Regions from separate parts of the Mus musculus genome. Here region 2 is linked to region 1. The links are chromatin contacts, called in public promoter capture Hi-C maps. All regions are on one chromosome and are shown on one strand. Each heading gives the region's core, a stretch centred on a gene start, on an enhancer-like site or on the middle of the called end of the contact. The rest is flanking DNA. Distances are from core to core; before and after follow the strand shown.

Region 1 (3,324 bases), core at 487-2,986:
TGCAGAGACTGATAGATTTTTGGAAAATTCATCTATAAATAGAATATCTTCCCTCAGGGCTCAGGGAGCTACGCAGAAGAGGAGGCAGAAAGATTTTAAGAACCAGAGGGGATGGTTAACATCAAGGAAAGACAATAGGGCTGGTGCACATAAGAACTCCCAGAGACAATGGCATCATACACAGGGCTTGCACAGGTTTAAGCCAGATGGGATCCCAGTGCTAAGGAGGGGAAGTGGACTTCAGCTCCCACTACTAGCCAAGAAGTATTTGTAATTGACATTTACTTGCAAAAGAAAAATTAACTTTCTCCAGTGGAGTCCTACTGGGTATGTTAACCACACTGAAGGGTAGCCCACATGCCCACAGAAGATGGTCGACACAAACCAAGCTCAGTGGCATCTGTGGCTTTGTTGTTATTGTTGTTCTGTCTCAGTAGGTCTTTTTGTGTTCATATGGTGTGTGTGTGTGTATGTATGTGTGTGTGTTTCTTGTGGGTTTCCTTCCCCTCTTTTTGTTTGTAAAGAGAGGAGGGGCATTGAAGTTGGGTGGATGGGGAAATGGGAAAGATTGAGGAGGAGCTGGGGGAAGGGAAGGTGTGATCAGAATATATTGTAAAAAATTTTTTTAATTGAAAAACTTTTTCAACAAAGAAATAGATGAAAGAGAGAGGGAGAGAGGGAGAGAGGAGAGAGAAAAGGAAAAGAAAGGAAAGGGAAGGGAAGGGAAGGGAAGGGAAGGGAAGGGAAGGGAAGGGAAGGGAAGGGAAAAGGGAAGGGAAGGGAAGGGAAGGGAAGGGAAGGGAAGGGAAGGGAAGGGAAGGGAAGGGAAGGGAAGGGAAGGAAAGGAAAGGAAAGGAAAGGAAAGGAAAGGAAAGGAAAGGAAAGGAAAGGAAAGAGGAAAGAAAGAGGAAAGAAAGAGGAAAGAAAGAGGAAAGAAAGAGGAAAGAAAGAGGAAAAAGAGGAAAGAGGAAAGAGGAAAGAGGAAAGAAAGAGGAAAGAAAGAGGAAAGAAAGAGGAAAGAAAGAGGAAAGAGGAAAAAGAGGAAAGAGGAAAGAGGAAAAAGGGGGAAAAGGGAAAAAAGGAAAAAGGAAAAAAAGGAAAAAGGAAAAAGGAAAGGAAGAGAGGTATGTGGAAGCCTACCAGTGGGACAGCTTTGGGGGGGTAGGGTGCACTAGGCCAAGGAGTGATATTCTGAATTGATGGCTGTCTCTGGAGATGTAATGGTCCTTTTCCTGTTACTGAGAGGGAGACACACTTATAAATGGGGCATGGTTTCCCTTGCAGAAAGGTTATTTCTCTTCTGTCTTAAAAGCTTTTCCTGTGTCTGCAGTTTCTCAGAATAGCTAGCTCAAAATAAGCCTTATTCTAGGAGGTATATTTTGGGGTAACATATGCTAGTCTAAGAATACTAGCAATAGATGTCTAGGGAAAAAGACCCTAAGTTTGCTCAGAGGACGCCCTAGACCCTTGGGGTTTGAGGAGGTCCAGGGAGTGATAGAGCTCAGGCTCCCCTCAGCAGCCTCTCAGGACACGCTGTCCCTTTGTCTCCTCCCCACTATTGACTGGGTCCTGAGCGTGGGGTGAGGAACACTTGTCTGACTTTTCTCCTACCAGCAGGCTGCATTTTACTAAATAGTTTCTTTTCTGGGATAAATACCTTCAGATTGATTAGCTTTTCTTTGCACAGAGCAGCTGTCAGTCTTATTTTGGTTGCTCTAAGAGTGGATAGAGCTGTCACTCTTCCCTTGTGGGTGGGGCTCTGCTTATGCAACCTGGTCATAGCTGCGGATCTACCCTTGAATAACAGAGACCTTGTTGTTAGAAAAGTTCCTCAATGTCTGCAAAAGGGCCTCCAGCCCTTAGGGCCTGCCCTTTACCTATACTTTGTAGTTCTGCAAAGTTACCCATGGTTTCTTTAACCTTCTTGTACTCCCTCCCTTCTGCCTGGCATTCAGCATTCAAAAAGAAGCGCTGCCTACATGATCCTTTTTTAGAGGGACAGGATCTAGAATGTCTTCTGTCATTCCACTTCTTGGTCTTTAGTTCCTTTTATAAGTAAGAATGAGCAACAGGAGGTTGGGTCTGTTGGGATGTGCCAGTCAGAGAGAGGAGACTTCTGCCCTATATGAGAAAGCCTTGCTGCGCCTTCTCCCTGTCACCTTCCCCGTGAAAGTCTGTTGTGCTGCTAAGCTCTTGCATGTTATTGATTTGAAGAAGAGTCCCTCCATCTGCCTAGGATAGCTGGGCTGTGAGTAAACTTGCTCCCTCCTTGCCTACTTTCCTCTGTTTGCTCAAGTGACCTTTGAGCAGCATGTAGCCTGGACTCCAGTAAATTTAGCTTAATTTTCTTTCATTTCTGCCTTTCTCCTATGAAGTTGGACATTTTAAAATTTTAATGTTAAAAAAAAACAAAAACAAAACTGTCAAGGTAAATCTTGGTGTGTTAGATTTGAGCTCTTCTCCTCTGAAATCTCCCGGGGCTTGGTTACGTCCTCCATTCCAGTAACTACTGACCCTTTCCTTCTGCCTCATTATACCCTTCCTGTTTGATATGGGTGTTGAACAAATGTGGTAAGCCATCCCCTTGTGGGATGACTTCATCTGATCCCGACCCTGGCACTCACTCCTTTCCACACAGCCCTGTCAATTCATTTATTTCTCCTTCCAAGTGCACTGTTTAAAATTTGAGTCTTTTTTATTTTAGATGCTGGGAATCTGGGTTTGGCATGATATGTTTTTAATAAACTGAGAACTGTTTCATACAGATTTATGAATTATTGAGCCTGAAGAAGAATTGAACGAGGGTAACCATTAGGGGCTACAGCCAGGAGAGTTAAGCAATAAGGGGTTCCAACTAGATGCTTTCCGGAATTCTTCCCAGCAAACACATGTCTATAATTTTACTGCCACACGTGGTTGTCATTGGCCCACAAAGCAACTTGACATTGGGAAGACTTGTATTCATTCAGACTAGCACTATCTTTGAAAACCATAAAATTCTTTCATAAGATTATTCTAAATCAATAAGGAGCCAAGCCTACAGCACTCTGCTGACTGAATTAGATTCCACCAACAGCAAATTGCTTTAAGAAGCTTTAAATCAATCACGGGAACCAGCAATGGAATACATTGTTGTTTTCTTAACTCTTGCCTTGATAATGACAACCCCAAGCTTTTTCAGAGCTTTATCAATTAAAAGAAAATTTGTCCTTTTGAAAGATGATTTTCTAGCTCGATACTATGAACAAAGACCTGTTTTTCTGCACACCTCACATGACTCCTGCTTTGAGAAGATAGATTTTCTATTTAATTTCCCTTTTTCTG
Region 2 (3,324 bases), core at 505-3,004, 520 kb before region 1:
ACAGATTTATTAGCAATTCTCCCATTGAGTAGTTAGGATTATATCTCAATCTAATGGCCCAAATGATAGTTATGGTAAATCTGGAGATTCAGGCTATCCTCAGACTTATAATCTTCCTGCCTCGGCCTCTTGAGTGCTGGGAGTTGTGTGCCTGTAAAGGTATGTGCCACAACCCCTGGTTGGAAATATTATTTTTGGGTTCATTATTAGCATAGGCCAACAAAGGCATATGCAAATATAAATGTGTCAGTTCAGTTATCTGAAGGTGTGCTCATCACAGGCTTCATGGCCACTCTGTGTGGCAAAAGGTAAGTCTATTGGTCAGTTCAGCAGCCTGTTCTTTCTCTAGTTATAAATGAGGAAAACAGACAACATAGTGTTTGTCTAATATTCAAGTTGCAGGTATAGTTCAGAGATTCAAAGCTAAAATACAACATTAAAGAACATAATAGGACAGGGAGGAGAGATGACTCAGTGGTTAAGAGCACTGGCTGCTCTTCCACAGGCCCTCCCTGGGCTCAATTCCCTGCACCCACGTGGTGGTTCACAACTGTTTATAACTCCAGTTCCAGGGTATCCAACACCCTTTTCTGACCTACAGCAGGAACCAGGCAACCATGTACATAAACATACATGCAGGTAAACATGTAATAGGTAACAAGAAGTGCCAAAGCCAAGGTGATTTTTGGGTGGTCTTGTCCAGACTTTCCATTTATTTACTTGATTATGCTTTTGACTGCCCTGTTCTAAATAATTACCCTTGCCTCAAGGATAGGACTTAAAACCAATTCTATTTGGTAAAATACTTGGGCACAAGTTTTAATTTATTAACTTTATTATTTTATTTAGTTTATGAGGTAGTGTTTTTTGTTTAGGTCTGTTCCTGCCTCCCTGGTATTAGGGAGTAATCTACCCCTAAAACCTCATTTGATACAGGAACTACCACCAGTCCTTCAGAAGCTGACATTCTTCCTGTTTTCTGTTAACTTTATGCAACCCAACAAATAACTTTTTTTTGTTGTTGTTTTTTTTTTCTTTTTTTCGAGACAGGGTTTCTCTGTGTAGCCCTGGCTGTCCTGGAACTCACGCTGTAGACCAGGCTGGCCTCGAACTCAGAAATCTGCCTGCCTCTGCCTCCCGAGTGCTGGGATTAAAGGCGTGCGCCACCACTGCCCGGCCCAACAAATAATTTTAACAACTCTTTTAGTGCCAATGAAATGAATTGCTTCATAGCGACACATAGCCTTGGCGCATACCCTCCTACTACAAAGGCTGCAGTCATCTACTCTGCTGCTCTTACAGGCTGAGTCCTCTGACTCATTCTACAATGAAAAATCATCTGTGGGGCAAGGGTGCTCTTGTATTTTAGAAGTGCCCATTTAAACCATTAGAGCCTGAAGGCTGGCTTATCTGGTCATTCTGCGCAGGACTTGCTGCCTCTTTTCCAAGAATTGAAATCATCTGCACCAGTGCTGGCTGAAACAAGCGGGCCCATCCATGCTACCAGGTGCAGTATCTCACACCAGCCTCAGGCGCAACAGAGAAGCGCAGGGAAGGTACGCGCCAAGCGCAGGCTTGCAGAGAGGGGCACCGGAAAGGACCTGTCCCTCGCAGGTCCCGGGTACCGGAAAAGGGCGGACTGTGGTGGTCTAGCGCACGAGAGGGGAGTGGGAGGGGACACCGGAAGGCGAAGCCTCCGAGGGGAGCTCGCGTGCTAGAGGGCGGGGCAGAGGACCGGAAATAGGCGGGATTTGGGCGTGGTCGCGCCGTGCGCGGCCTACATAAGTTGCGCGCGCCTTGAGGGGGACAGCTTGGGCGCGAGCAGCGGAGTTGGCTGGGTGCACTGTCGGCGGTGGCCGCAGGCTAAGCTGAGGCGGGAGGAAGGGACGCGGGGGGAGAAGGGAGTGCGGGGTGGAGTTCGCCCACTTTGCAGCGCGCAGGACTCCCGCGCGCTTTCGGAGGCAGCCGGGGAGGTGAAGCAGGACGGCGGCGGGGTGGGTGGGTCTGCGCGGCCGCGGCGGGGTGGAGAAGCGTGGTGCCCCAGCATTCTGGGGTCGGGCTTCTCAGCGGCTTTGCAGAGCGCTCTGCGTCTGGTGGGCTGCGTGGGCCCTTAGACTGTGACCCTGACTGGGGCTCCTCTACTCGGGCCCTTGGGGCACTTGAACGAGCAATGGTGTCCAGGGGCTGTCTAGCTCTGGTCTTGCTCCTTACGGGCAGGATTTCTGAATAGAGTTGAAGTGTCCGACTCCTTGGTTTCCCGGTTCCTTGGTGCGGGTAGCGGAAGGCTTGCCAGTATAGGAGTGAGTGATTGTGAGTTACTGTAAACACAACTGGAAGCCACCTCGGCGTACAGTTTGTGAGACTTGGCAGCAGTGTCCAGGGGGATGCACTTGGTTAGGTCCTGGACAGTCAAAGAGTGTTGTCATTTAGTACAAGAAACTTGGTTCACGTAGACTTTGAGATAGCTTGAAGTTGTGGCTGCAACCCTCACCCTCCGCCCCCGACCATAGAAATTATTCAGAATGAGATCAGAAGCCTTCCGCTTGCTTAGCAGTTCTCCATGTGGGGAATAGAACTTCTGGAAACATTCCTATAGTGTAAATTTTGCCTACGTATAGACTGTCTTTATTGGCTATTGCTTGTGTCAATTAACCTTAGTAGGGGAGTGGAAGTACGCTGTCTGAATCAACGTTATGTTTTGACTTCATTTCATTTTAAAGAAGCTCCTCGTTGTGCACCTTTAGTTTACATTGGTACTTAACTCCTCCTGCCCCCATCCTTTAGCCTCATCTGTTTCAGTGGTGCAACTCTCTCCATCCCTTTTCGGTTACCAGTCACCTTCAGGCCGGCCATTCAGAGGAGGGAAAAGTGGGAAGTATGAAGTCAGCCAAGTCCCAAGTGAACCAGGATCAGCAAGGGGAAAACCAGCGGGCTCTGAGCCCCCTGCAGTCTACTCTCAGTTCTGCTGCATCTCCTTCCCAGGCATATGAAACCTATATTGATAATGGACTTATATGCCTTAAACACAAAATTAGGAACATCGAGAAGAAGAAGGTAACCTTTCTACCCCTCCCATCCCTGAGTGTGCATTACCATAAGCCAGGTTAAGGATTCGACATTCTTTATATCAGAGAACATAGATCTTCTTGCAAGTTTAATCGACCTTGAGACTTAGTTGCCTGGGAACAATTAAGCATCCAGGCTAAATGTTTGCTCTGTTTGCCGACACAGCTGAATAACTATTCTTCACACATTGCTTTTGAAATATTTGAAGAGTTGGCTATTATAGGTCTGATGCATTTCTTGAGTTATATTATTGTAGCT

What was found. Promoter capture Hi-C pulls out the DNA fragments that hold promoters and counts their contacts.
Region 2: a contact with region 1 is called in a promoter capture Hi-C map of pre-B cells, with 3 times the contacts expected there. The contact joins the promoter of Caprin2 here to the enhancer-like site in region 1. A contact is called at or near these places in 7 of 39 promoter capture datasets (the 3T3-L1 cell line, cranial neural crest, hippocampal neurons and 3 more), 1 of 115 datasets of contacts at active chromatin or transcription factors (pancreatic cancer cells) and 3 of 9 other capture datasets (adipose tissue, macrophages and pancreatic islet).

Annotation. Positions count from the first base shown.
Region 1 is chr6:148,374,018-148,377,341 of GRCm38.p6, reverse strand. All of the region lies in intron 5 of Tmtc1 (transmembrane and tetratricopeptide repeat containing 1), which reads left to right. Among named protein-coding and RNA genes, the nearest start is that of Tmtc1, 69 kb to the left of the region's middle. Within about 2 kb of position 1,736, at least 19 of the 459 cell types and tissues checked have an H3K27ac peak or open chromatin away from gene starts, as enhancers often do. A contact at or near this core is called in adipose tissue and pre-B cells, where this site is marked.
Region 2 is chr6:148,894,667-148,897,990 of GRCm38.p6, reverse strand. Caprin2 (caprin family member 2) reads left to right here and starts at 1,754. Exons shown (of 19, transcript NM_181541.4): 1 at 1,754-1,973; 2 at 2,835-3,054. The coding sequence starts at 2,878.